Linked DNA regions of Zea mays: region 2 is linked to region 1. Evidence: chromatin contacts called from public Hi-C data. All regions are on one chromosome and are shown on one strand. The core of a region is the stretch at or near the end of the contact, and the rest is flanking DNA. Distances in the headings are between cores, read along the strand shown.

What was found. A called contact is a pair of places that touch in the nucleus more often than the background predicts.
Region 2: a contact with region 1 is called in a Hi-C map of leaf, with 5 times the contacts expected there. The contact joins the enhancer-like site here to the promoter of LOC541954 in region 1. A contact is called at or near these places in 2 of 25 Hi-C or Micro-C datasets (both in leaf).

Annotation. Positions count from the first base shown.
Region 1 is chr6:89,027,203-89,030,606 of Zm-B73-REFERENCE-NAM-5.0, reverse strand. It overlaps LOC541954 (enhancer of zeste 1), which reads left to right and starts at 1,367. Exons shown (of 16, transcript NM_001111608.2): 1 at 1,367-1,506; 2 at 2,805-2,921; 3 at 3,011-3,342. The coding sequence starts at 1,414.
Region 2 is chr6:89,311,469-89,314,674 of Zm-B73-REFERENCE-NAM-5.0, reverse strand. No RefSeq gene overlaps it. Among protein-coding and RNA genes, the nearest start is that of TRNAK-CUU, 78 kb to the left of the region's middle. Within about 2 kb of position 1,559, at least 16 of the 20 cell types and tissues checked have an H3K27ac peak or open chromatin away from gene starts, as enhancers often do. A contact at or near this core is called in leaf, where this site is marked.

The sequences.
Region 1 (3,404 bases), core at 118-2,617:
ATCCATGTGAAACAAAGGGTGCTACGGTTGACTCAATGCATAGGAATCTTGATCCTACATTCTTCCTTTATTTTTTCTGTGCCCAAAGGGGGCTAAAACTTGATAATAAACATAACAATTGTATTGCATTGTGTCGAGGTCTCGAATGCATAGTCAACTAAATATACAAACACGACGATATTTAATTTTAATTGACATAGTGTATGTCATTTAAAGTTTTGAATCTGAATTTTTGTTAATACCAAACTAAATTGTTCTAGTTGATCCTTGTTTACATATTGTTTTGTTAGAACTGTAAAACTATAGCTGAGTGCTAATGCGCTTCAACATGCCGTGGTTGATGGTTTATTAACTGGATAGACATCTATGATCATAGATGGCTTGGTTTTGACTTTTGATGGGACCGCTTTAAGGAATTATGGGCCTGTTTGAGACAACTTTTTTGGAAGAACTTTTCTGAGAATATGAATTCTTGGATAATATAGCTGTCACGAGAATCTAGATATCACGAGGCTTCTATGCAGAGCAAGATAAAGGGGCATGCACAATTTAGGGTTTAAGAAGCCATAGATTCCTTGCGTCGCAACGACTCGATAAATTCTACATTTACGCGTTGAATCAAGCGATTTTCACACATAAAAATGATTCTCACATAAACGGACTGAGAAAAGACGACTAGAATTCAACCAGAAGCCAAAACAAACAAGGACCATGTTATGTTATGCTACGTTTTTTTTTGAAAATGCTCTCGGATTATCGTTTGACAGCTTCAAGGACAAATGCACAGAGACCGGGATTGTTTTATCTCGAGGTTATAATAAAATTTCCTTGTATTCGATATTTTATGCTGACGGAGGAACAAGCAACATAGGCCATACGGTAACTATTTGGGAACAGAAAAGACGAGCACACTGGTTTTTCCTACCATAAATAAAAACCATAATAACGCTCACACGTACCGATAACCCGCCGCGGCGCACCGTTTGTTATCTGACGCAGCCACGCCACGCGCGTTCCCTTTTAACACCACGTTCCCACGAAGAACCTACTTGAACCCACTGACATCCGGTCCCACTCTATGGCGGTCCAACAGATCAGTGACCATAGATAAGCCAAAGTCTAGTGTGACCCCTCACCACGGCTGCTGGCGCCACGAGATGACCACAGGTAACCGGTAGGCAGCCAGCCCGCTGCCAGCCTCACCCCACACTCCCACAGGCCACAAGGTCACGAGCCGCTCATTTCAAAACAAAAACGCCTCTCTCACCCTCCTCCGCAGCCCCGCTTCACCTCTCTCCCTCCCCCTCTTCTCCCCCCACCCCTCCCTCCCCCACCAAATCCTCGTTCATTTTTTTCCAAGCGACTTCGCGTGTGAGGGCGGGAGAGCGCGCGGGGCTAGGGTTTCCACGGGTGATGGAAGCAGAGGCTGCCGCGGCGGTAGTGGCGTCGTCCGCATCTGCCTCGGCTTCCGCGGGCCGGTCTCGCCCATCTAGCAGCGCCGCCCAGGTTCGCCTCTCCCCTCCCGCGGTGCTGAGGTTCCGCGTGCGCGGTCGGCGTGTGGTTCTTGTCTTAGGTCGAGGGGGCAATGTCGATCGGATTTGGTGGTCGATGTGGCGGCGATCGGTCGGTTCGGAGTAATTTGAGCAGAGATCTGGTGGCGTCTGTGGGGGTGTCGAGTTGCAGGCGCCGGATTTCGATGCGGAGCTTTGGCTAGCTGCTTTGTTTGTGCTGCTGCGCGTGCGCGCTCCTTTACTGAGGTGTCTGTTTTTGTGGCGGCGGTAGGTGGGGTTGCCGCGGTGTTTTTTTTCCAGGGGGCGACCTGGTTTCGTTTCTGGTTGTTTTCAGAGACGGGACAGTGGACTGGTCAACAGTAGACTGCATTCCATAAAAAAGTTGATGGAATCGGAATAACTACTGTACTTTCAGCCTGGAGCTGGACTCCGAATCTTTTCTGTGAGGTTGTATTGTATCATCTTTTCCAGTGACTTCTATATTGAATTCAGGGAATGTAGCTTCACAGGCTACATCCCTGCTTCGGATTGATTTGCTTTTGAACTCCGAAGAGCTGGACTATATTTTATGGACTTATTCCATTTTCCCGTGGAAGGGATTTCTAGGGGTGCAACCATTGTATACCGTGCGGAGATACTTAACCAGCACAATAAGGAACACTGTAAAAGGAATTGTTTTCATGTTCTTAAACGTTATTTTCTCTACTGTAATATCTTACTCATATCAGAATGCAGAACTAAGTAAGTATTTTTTTTTTGCATATGATTTCATGTAAACAGTGTGCTCATGTAAGATGATGTGAATGTGGATAACCGCTGGCATTATACAAGAATGAAGTTAGTCATGTTTAACTGTTATATGTAAACCTTTGATCTTGAATCGAAACATTCTTGGACTCAAGGAGTAGTATATTTTAAATGCCATTGCCTAAGTTTTGCTCATCTGTTGAATGAATCAAATCAATATGATATATAACTCAGGGATTTCATGTGTATGTGTTCCCTTAAAATGTTTGTTTTTATGCAGTCCATTTGTTTTTTTCCTAGCCTTATCTGCGTCTTGCATGCAAAACAGTCAAGAATAACGTTAGAATTGAGTATCCATTTTTCTCTTGTGAGCTATTTTTATTAATAATATTGGAGCTGTGCAGTGTGCACACAGAGAACCAATCGTTGGGTTCTGATAGTGATATTGATTTTGACCCAGAGCTGTTTGCCATTCAATCATATCAGCTGGCATGTGGATTTGTACTATGCCTGCTGTGATAAATTTACTGCGTATGCTTTTCTTAGGTCACCAGTAATTCGGCTGTGCGAGCTGGAGAAGAAAATGCTGCCTCCCTCTATGTTTTATCTGTTATTGACTCGTTAAAAAAGAGGATTACCGCAGATCGTTTGACTTACATTAAGGTGCCTTGAAGTTACATATTTTGTTCTTATTCAAAATATATGTACCCCATATTTGTGTTGCTAATTTTCTTCTTTTAATCCCTTGTCAGAATAGGATAGGGGAGAACAAGACTAATATCAGCAGCTATACACAGAGGACTTACAATTTATCAAAAAATAGGCAAATTAGTACATCAAAGGGTACTGATTCAGCATCAAATTTGCTCACAAAAAGGCAAGATGATGCGCTATGCACCCTGCATAGTCTTGATATTATTCCGGTTGACAAAGATGGTGGTACTTTTCAAGACGAAAGTCCTTTCTCTTCATCTAATGTTATGTTTGGTGGAAATCTTGGTCCCAAGAATGCTATTATTAGACCAATTAAACTACCAGAAGTGCCAAAGCTTCCACCTTATACAACATGGATATTTTTGGACAGGTCAGTTTATAATTATAGGCTTTTCTTGACATTCCAAACCCTGCATATGCTATCTAGGTACT
Region 2 (3,206 bases), core at 310-2,809, 280 kb before region 1:
ACCACTTCGAGCGAGGGCAGCGTCTCCGCCATCTAGCGACGTCTTCGGCACCAGGTGACTTTGTCGAACTGGTCCCTCGGAGGGCAAATGTTGGGGCGAAGGCAAAGACGTCACCCTTCGCTCGTCGCCTTTCGCTGCAGTCGCTGGTCTGACAGAGACAAAACGGGCAGGGACACCCTTCGCTTCATTCAGCACCAGACAAAGGCCTGCGGTGACGTCTCCCCGCAGCGCGGCCTCGTCCTGCTCTGAGGCCCACGTGCGATCTGGCCCATTGTAACGGGCCCCGCGTGGCCGCCTTTGCGTTACGGGCCTAGTTTGTAAAGGCATTCTTGTAATTACAGCTTGTAACCCTGCTTTATGGGAATATTCTGGGGATAAACTAGGTGTCTGAGGGCACATGCGTCCTTAACACAAGGCGCTGGGCACTCAGATACCTATAAATACCCCCGCACAGTGCCCGTGAGGGGCTAGATTAACAGAGCTATTGCCCCCGAGCACGTAACCCTGTTGTCACCACTGTTCACTCTTGTTGGCTTCTTTGCTTCTGAGAGGAAGTTCCAACATCAAGGATGATAATAAATATTCCAAGGAAAAGTCATGCAGCAAAGGTTTAATCATTCAACTCCTATCACCTAATGCATCATATAAGTTGTAAAAGTTTTGAAAGCACAAGGAATTTATTAAATGCACCAGGGCTTGCCTTGATGAGAAGGAGAGTCAGGCTCTTCTACTAAAATATTGTAGTTAGCAGCAAAACCCACTGGAGCACCTTCAGGGGGACACTAAGGAGGAACTTCAGATGGAGAAGCTTCTGATTAAGGAGCTGGTTCCTCTTCCTCTTCCACTTCCACTTCTTCTTCTAGGTGTTCTACAAGTCAATTATAAGTACATGAATGCTTATGTAATGACATGAAATGCAAACTCTCATAAAGGAGAGGTGGAGAAACATAAACACTCTTAAATAAGCACATGACAAGTTTACACATACTTCTACATACCCAAACACTTGCTAAAAGTGGCTAATTTGAACTTACTTGGACAAACCATAGAACTAAGCATACTAAAGTTCACTAAGTTGGCCATACGTCAAGTTATGGGGTCTAAATTTTCTTAAACATACTTCTCATACTAGTTTATAGGTTTTATATTTCTCTTTTTGGCTATTTCAGTGTTTTCTGTGCAAATCACATCCAAACAGGCTCAAATTTTTACCAAGATATAATATAGTTGTGAATAGTTTTCCACAAATTTTCATAATTTTTTGTGCCCTGATTTTATTTCTAAAATTCATTTAAGACTTCTAAAGGTACTTTTAAATTACCTAAAATATACTTTTTTCTTCAACAATCCTAAAATTGATTCTAAAAGAAACTACACAATTGTTTGGACTCTATAAAATTAGTTTTACAATTTTCTATGATTTGTGGTGGATTTTACAATCTGCTAGTGCAAAGAAAAAGAGAAACTGTGAATAGCATTGGGCCGAAAGCTATAGGTTCGGCCCACGATCCACAGGAAACTGTCTGTACCGGCAGCCCGCACCCGTGCTGAGCCTTTACCATCCAGGATCTCACTGAACTAACTAATCCATTAAAAGTCCGAAGTCCTATTTCTATGTCTCTCTGACAGTTACACCGGGGACCCTATGATTTTGTTCTTTCTCATTTTCTCAGCCACGACTCAACCCTAGTGAGGTCCGGTCGAACACCTGGCTATGCCTATGCGCACTCGACTCACCATCAGCGACCCTCCCCAGCGACGACAAGTACTCCTGTGCAAGACTCGACCCTAGTCCACTATTTCCCCCTGGTTACTTGGGCAGTAACGAGCTACACCGCCTCTGGCCACGGTGGCGACAAAGAACTAAGCTCCGGCGTGGTGGGATTGGGGTTCCTAGCACGGTAGCGCTTAACTCGAGACTACGACAAGCATCAATTGCACTTATATTACATGATGCTCATGTTGTTTGGCGCGGAGCGACGACGGTTTGGTCAGACGACGTGAAGATGGCCCATGGCAGCGTTCACTGATGGCACGACGGTGTTCCAGCCGATCTGTTGCGGTAGCGTTCAATGGAATGGTTCGGTGAGCATCACGGCGGAATGTTGATGCCAGTATGCCACTGTACTTTAAAAAACTGTTAAAATAATTAGATAATTTTCAGATTAAATTCCGAATATAAATTATGACAAAAATCAGAAGAACTAAAATAAAAAGTCAAATCAGATGATGCGTACTGATTAGACATACTGATAGATGGCGCGCGTCGGGATCAGCAGGATCGACGACGTCGAAACAGCGAAATCAGTAGGGTCGACGAGGTCAGAAGATCACGAGCAGTCGCGTGGGGACGCTTCCCAAAAACCTTATTCGCCCTCTCCCAGTGCAGGATCTAGAAGACGAAGGGTTCCGGAGACCTGCTCTCCTGATCGCAGATGCACGTCTGCGGTCGGGATGAAGAGAACTGAAGGCGGCTCAGCTGTGAAGAGAGGCGAAAGCGAAAACTGGGATGATTTGGATGTTGGCTGCCAGGCGCCTTTTATAGGGTCGAGTCCACGACCAGATAGCTATCTTCGATCTTATCCGCCCACGAAAATCTCGCGTTCAGTTTAGATTTTATAACGATCGGTTAGGATTCTGTTCTTAACAGCCAAGCAACCAAAAGATTAAACCGGCAAAAGGGAGCCGCGCCCCCACAAGGCGAGGGACCGGATTTCGGCAGACCATTCACACGTACGTCGTGCGCCCGCGCCCTTCGCCCCGCCCCGTGCCGGCCCGGCCCTGCCCGGCGAGCGAGCGCGCGCGTGTGGCTCTCCACACTCTCTCCTCTCATCCATGATTTGGTGAGTGAGTGTGGCTTCCATATTTAAACTAGCTCTACTCCACTAGAACTAGCAATATGGTGCTATTGGTTCCACCATTTTCTAGTCATACACTTATATGGGCTTTTGAGATTTTCCTGGGATTTATTTGAATTTCTCAATTGGGCCTAGCCCATAAATCCTAACAATCCCCCACCAGATCTCAAAGGCCCATCTGCAGTTTTCGCCACTGTTCACTACTGTTTAATATACTAGTGTTTCAGCAGAGACTGTTAAGTTAAACTTCCACCTAGAACTCCAAGCTACACCAACCCACAACTTGGACAATGGACTGTGCCTTGAATTGCAAGTTTTGCGTGAATAGGTTTCCCTTGAAGTCATGAC